Regions from separate parts of the Sus scrofa genome. Here region 1 is linked to region 2. Evidence: chromatin contacts called from public HiChIP or PLAC-seq data. All regions are on one chromosome and are shown on one strand. The core of a region is the stretch at or near the end of the contact, and the rest is flanking DNA. Distances in the headings are between cores, read along the strand shown.

Region 1 (3,127 bases), core at 216-2,715, 540 kb after region 2:
CCCCCTTGAAAAAGAAAGTTCTGCCTAACATATCAGACAACAAAAGATGTCACAGTCCTCACAATTACTACCAGCTACCATCACAACCAAGGGGGTGAGAGCCAAGGATGGTGAGGTTTTATGCCTCTCTCTGCTATCTCCTTTTATTAGTAGTTTCTCATCTGTAAACTCTAATTATCTCACCTCCCCTAAATGTTCAAGGTGGTTGTCTAAAGTGTTAGCACACTTTTACAGGCATTTGAATAGGAATGACAGGAAATGCTATTTCCAGGCCAAATACTTCTTCAGGATAACCTTGGGGTGTGTGTGTGTGTGTTGGGGGTGGTGGTGGGGTTTGTTGCTGTTTGTTTTTGTAACATATAAGGGCAAACTGGCTGGAGCCTAGAGCAAGCTAGAAACCAATTCCAAGTATGCACTTATTTCTATGATGAGTTTCTCTGGGACGCACGCCCTTACTTGTTTGATCAATGGAAGTCAAAATAAGAGTTTCACATCCTTGTTTCTGAAACTAAAGACAGAGCCCCTGGGGCCAGCTGTAGAATTGTTGATGGTTTACCTTGTAAAGCCCGTGTGTTGCTGTGTAAGAAAATGCTTAGCAGGCGTTTGGCAAACTGCTCTTCTCACAGCAGCCCGGAAGGGGTGCTGAACGAGAGCAGGGGTGGGAAAGTTACTTTTCTGTTAAAATCCGTGGGAAGAAGAGATGCAGCGAGCACTTTTAAGAATTTAAACAGGAGAGTTCCCGTCGTGGCTCAGTGCTTAGCGAATCTGACTAGGAACCATGAGGTTGCAGGTTCAATCCCTGGCCTCGCTCAGTGGTTAAGGATCCCGCGTTGCCATGAGCTGTGGTGTAGGTTGCAGACGAGGCTCGGAACCAGTGTTGCTGTGGCTGTGGTGTAGACCAGCGGTTACAGCTCCGATTAGACCCCTAGCCTGGGAACCTCCATATGCCACGGGTGCGGCCCTGGAAAAGACAAAAAAAAAAAAAAAAAAAAAAAAATTAAACAAGCATACAAAAGAAGGAGAAGGGAAGAGAGGAGGGGAGGAAAAGGAGGGGAGAAAAGGGGTGAGGAGTAAGGAAAGGAGAGGGCGGGGCAGGGCCACGCAGGCTCCGCCCCCTCCCCGCCGACTCACAGCCCGACCTCCCTCGGACCACGCCGGGATTTGCCCGGGCATGTCCCCAAGTCTCATATCCGCGATTCCCCTACTCTTCGCTCCCTCTCGGCCACCAGGCACGCCTTCTTCGAGCTAGGGCCCGCGGCGGGGACTCACCCACAGCACGACACTCAAGACGACGAGGAAGATGGGGTCCCGGAGCCATGGCCGGGGGCTGGGTGTGCGCCCTTCCGGGACTCCGGAGGTCTGCGCTTCCCGCCGCGATCCGGGAGAACTCGCTGTCCGGGCTGCCGCGTGGTGAACGCCCGCAGAACCGCCGGAAATACGATGTAGGCAGTGTCTTTCGTGGAGCGCCGGCTGTCTATTCCCACGCGCGCTGCTCTCGGGGGTTCGGAATGACGGTGCGCAGCAGATGGCCCCGCCTAGTCTTAGGCTGGCTGTTGTGCAATCAGTGCCTGGCAGTGTAGAAAGCTGCCTTTTTTCTCTGAGGCGGCAAATTACGCCCAGAGTTTCTCCGAACCTGGAAATTCAGAGTACTTCTTTTGTCTTACACACCCGCGGTATTTGGAAGTTCCCAGGCTAGGGTCAAATGGGAGCTACAGCTGCCAGCCTACACCACAGCTCTTGGCAACAGTGGACCCTTAACCCACTGAGCGAGGGAAGGGATCGAGCTTGAGTCCTCCTGGATCCTAGTCGGGTTCGTTACCGCTGAGCCAGGACGGAAGCTCCCAAAATTCAGAGTACTTCTTGAACCCAAGTTCCTTCCCAGGACCGGAGCCTCTCCAGAGCTACCTCCGGTTCTCTGACTATGGCCTTTTGCCCACTCTCACCTTCTGCTCTTACCCCCCCTCACTGACAAAATGTATGGTTATTACTGCTTCCAAACTCACTTGGCAGCTCTGTCCTAGGGCCAGGCTTCTGGGTCAGAGGCTTGGTTTTAGCCTCGCAGTAGCCAGGTACCTGACTGGAACAGACACTCAATGAAGGTCACAGGGGCCGTGATCCCTGAGTCTGATTTCAGGTCACCAGTGACCTCCCCCTTCACCAGCTTGCCTCTTCTGGTAATTCCAGGTCCATCATCTGTCTTTCACATTCTCTTTACTGCTCCTGCAGTCAGACAAGCCGGAGGAAGCCACTTCAGCCTTTCTTCAGGATTTCCCTTTCCTGTAGATTCTTGAATTAAATCCCTGGGGAAACAGAACCGCTAGGAATTGATTGGCCCGTGAAATCAAATGGGCCAAGAAGGGGAGCCCCACTTGGGGCAGGCCCATCTTGCTCTATACCCACACACTTGGCACCCTGCTGGTAGGAATCCAGTATCCGGAAGCTTGAGGTTAGGTCCTGCTCACAGGATGATTGAAGGGCTGGGAAATGGGTAAGAGAAGGGAATCCAGGAGGCCTCCAGCTCCACCCATTGTATCAATTTTGTGTGGTTTGGGCAGTAGGAGTTAAAATTCATTTTTCTCCATACATTTATCCATTAAATAATCTTATTGCCTTTGTTGAAATTCATTTAACCGTATCATATATATGTTCCATTTCTGGACTCTGTATTCTATTCCATGGATCTATCATTTGTCTGACTTCATGCCAATACCACCTGTCTTGACTACTGCAGCTTTCTTTATTGTCAGTGTGTGTGTGTGTTTTTTAGGGGCATACTCACAGCATATGGAGGTTCCCAGGCTAGGGGTCACCTACGCCACAGCCACAGCAACATCAGATCCGAGCCTCATTGACCTACATCACAGCTTACAGAAATGCCAGATCCTTAACCCACTGAGCGAGGCCAGGGATCGAACCTGAAACCTCATGGTTCCTAGTTGGATTCATTTCCGCTGTGCCACTATGGGAACTCCCTATTGTCAGTCTTAAAATCAGGTAGTTTAAGTCCTCTAACTGCTTTATTTTTTCAAAAATTGTTCTGGAGTTCCTGTTGTGGCTCTCCTTTATTAGTATGATGAAGCAAATTGATGGACTTTAATATGTTAAACCTACCTTGAATTTCTGAGCT
Region 2 (3,223 bases), core at 18-2,517:
TTAAAGGATATAGCATTGCCACAGGTGAGGCTCAGATTCAATCCCTGGCCTGGCAATGTCCACATGCTGCAGGCGTGGCCATTAAAAAAGAAAGAGGAGAGAAAAGAAGAAAGGAAGAAGAGAGGGAGGAAGGAAAGAAGAAAATCCTGCAGATGAACCTGCAGATTTTTCTAGAGCTATCCAAGTCTGAGCACAAAGGGGCAAAACTGAGTACCTGCCGCAAATTGGTGAGGTGGGAATGAGTGGCGAGGAAAGGGAAATTAATCCATTCATTCAAACAATATCCTTTCAACGAAATTTAATTGAATGCCTGCTGTGGGCCAGGCCCTGTGCTAGGCTCTAGCAATGGAGCAATGAACCAGACTAGAACCCACCCTGCCCTCCAAGGAAGCACAGCACAGATTTACACCAGGGATGGGAGGGGTGGAGGGGATGGGAAGCAATGCATACAGCAAGAGGGAAAGCTATGCATCATGCCCAGTTTACACAAGGGAAACTGAGGCCCAGAGGGGCTGAGGAACTTGCCTGGGGTCACACAGCCAGGAAGAGGCAGAGCTGGTGTTTGAGGCTAGGTCTGTGTTCTCCCAGGCAGTGCCTGCCCTAACTGCAGCTTCCTGCTCCCTTGGGGGCTTCCAGTCTAGTTGGGGAGGCAGAACAGGTGAATCAGGCAAAGAGGCCTCACCCGGAGGCCCGGGACTTGTTAGTGGGAGAGTGGCTTACACACAGGGAGGACAGAGGCTGTTGGAGGCGAGGGACAGGGGAGGTAACCGTGCTGGAGACGGGCAGGTCTGGGAGTCCAGAGATGAGACGGCATAGGTAGGCGAGAGAGGTGGTGAGGGCACTCCTTTGCAGAGGGAACCCGGAGGGAATGACTCACACCTGAGGCAGGCAAGTTACAGCTGTGCCCACAGGTGTGCTCCCCTGGAAACAGGCCAGCCTGGCGGAGGGTAAAGTCGAGGAGACCAGTGGGAGATGCGAGAGCGGCTCTGGTGGGCCCCCAGGTCCCCAGGGTGAGGGTTGCCAGGTTTGGCTCTGGGGAAAACCATTTGCCAGATGGTTCTGAGCTGGGGCCTGGGGCCTCTCCTTGGCAAGTTCTCCCCTGATCCCTAGAGTAGGGGTTCCAGGTGGTTGGCAGAGGGCTAGGCACTCGGGACGAGGGCCGGTGGTCGTTGTTGGGAGTGGCTGGCTCCGGGCAGGGCGGCAGAAAGGGTGAGTGGAAGGCAGCCAGGAACGGAAAAGGCCTCAGCCCACAAGAGTGAGGGAGGTCCCGGAGGGCGCCGTGTCACCTCTCTCCCGAGTCTCCATCTCCTCCTGGGCCTGGCTGGTCGACCTGAGTGGAGCAAGCTCGCGGCGCATCTCAAGCAGGGAAGCTCTGCGCAGCCAGAAGAACCGCAGCAGTCCGCGGCTGCCGCCCAGCGAGCGCGCCGGCCGGGCATGAAGGCGGAGGGGCGGCCCCTAGTTTGGGATTTGTGGGTGTCGGGGCTGCATCCGCGCCAGCGTCGGAGCCTGGAGTGGGCGGGGGAGTCGCGCAGACCGCAGACAGACCCGGCCGGCCCGTCCCCTCCCCCGCCCGGCCCCAGGCTGGGGGTAGAGGAGCTTAGGGCCCCTTAGGAGAAGGGGTGGGCGCGGGCGACCTGGGCGAGCTTCGGGGGCGGCAGCCTCAGCTGTCGGCGAAGTGTGGCCCGGCGCCCGTCTCCAGAACTCCTCCCTGCCCTCGGGAAGGTGGGGACACCCCGCAGCCTCTAGGGGGCTCTCGGGAGAGTATCCCCGGGCCTCGAGCCGGCGCCGGCCAGGTGGCAGTGGAGGGGCTGGGCTGCGCGGAGGAGGCGGCCTCCCCGGCCAGGGGCGGCGGCAAGGGCGGCCCCGGGATCACATGGGCGGAGGCAGGTCCCGGAGCCCCGAGCGGGCTCTCCCCAGAGTCGGACAGACCGCGGCGGCGGCGTCTCCTCGCCTCGCTCCTAGCCTTCCTTTCGCTCCCGGGCCTGGCCGCCCAGCCCGACAGGTGAGCGGGAGCCCGGGGAGCGCGCCCACCTGCGCGCCGTCCGCACCGCCGGAGACCTGCCGGGTCCGGCGCCCTCGCTGCCCTGCGCTCCCGCGGCTCGCTCGGCGCCGGGACTTCGCGAACGGCCGCTCCCCGCAGCCTCGTCTGCGGTGGGCGCCTCCCGCGAGCTGGGCTTTCTCGTCCCGGGCGCTCCTCCTCCAGCCCCTCAGCCCACGGGTGCTTTAGCTTCGGAGCTTAGAAGGCGCCAGAACTGGGCGAGCCGGGCCGACGAGCCGGGCACCTCCCGGCGGCCCCCGGCGCGGAGTCCACTGACCGGCTCAAAGGTCTGGGAATCCAAGGCATCTGCGAGCTGCCAGCGCCGACCTGGGGCCCGAGGGAGGGACAGAGACTGGGCCTGGTCAAAAGGTGAAGCCTGCCCTGCGCCCCCTCCCCAGGCCCCGAGACGCGGGCCGTGGTCCCCGAGTGCTTGAGAAATTTGGGCAGCACTTGTAGTCTGCAGGCCTCCCCAGGGGCAGCCCCAGGGTGGGTGCTGGGCAGGGTGGTGGCCCAGCTTGGCACTGCAGCTTCCTGCCTGGGTTGGCTCCTGACTCCAGAGCTCGAGGCTCAGGAAATCCTACGAGGGCCTGATCTGCAGAGACACTCCCTTACCCAGCCGAGGGGCAGTGGATGAGAGGCCCCGTGGCCCCGGCTCCCAGGCAGCATCAATCAGCTCGCCCTGCTGGCCAGTGCCCAGCGGGGTGGGTGTGCCCAGTTCGGCAGATGAGCCGGTCCTTCTTGCTGGAGCCGCTGGGAGGGCAGCAGGCCCCTGGGGGCGGTGGGAAGCCGCGTCTTGCCTACCTGGACCACATTGCCCGGGACCGCAGGCAGCGGGGGAGGCCCCTCTCCTCTGAAGACCCTGGCCCCACCTCGGCCAGCTGCCCCGCCCCCCACCAGCCAACTACTTGAAAGTCTGAGGTGGTGCCACCCCTTTCTGTGCTGTCACTTCTGTTCCTAGAGCAGGGAGGAAGTACCTTGTGCTGTCGGTTTGGGGGACAGGAAGCAAGTGCGAAGGGGACTTAGCCTTGAGGGTGGAGGAGGGGGAAAGGGAGGAAATGCTGATTTTTACCACCTGCCAGCCCTGCCTGCAAGCCCCCGTCTAGCACCCCGACAGCTGCCTCCAGGGAGCCGCTCTGCTGGAGATGGCAGAGGGGGAACTCAGAGTCTGACTTCCCAGGGTGGGGG

What was found. HiChIP or PLAC-seq counts read pairs in DNA pulled down with a chosen protein or histone mark.
Region 1: a contact with region 2 is called in an H3K27ac HiChIP or PLAC-seq map of alveolar macrophages. The contact joins the promoter of LOC100737977 here to the promoter of PDLIM2 in region 2. A contact is called at or near these places in 1 of 5 promoter capture datasets (fetal liver) and 1 of 2 datasets of contacts at active chromatin or transcription factors (alveolar macrophages).

What each region holds. Positions count from the first base shown.
Region 1 is chr14:7,369,621-7,372,747 of Sscrofa11.1, forward strand. It overlaps LOC100737977 (tumor necrosis factor receptor superfamily member 10B-like), which reads right to left and starts at 1,466. Exons shown (of 10, transcript XM_021073208.1): 1 at 1,270-1,466. The coding sequence starts at 1,318.
Region 2 is chr14:6,832,849-6,836,071 of Sscrofa11.1, forward strand. PDLIM2 (PDZ and LIM domain protein 2) reads left to right here and starts at 1,268. Exons shown (of 10, transcript XM_005670413.3): 1 at 1,268-2,002.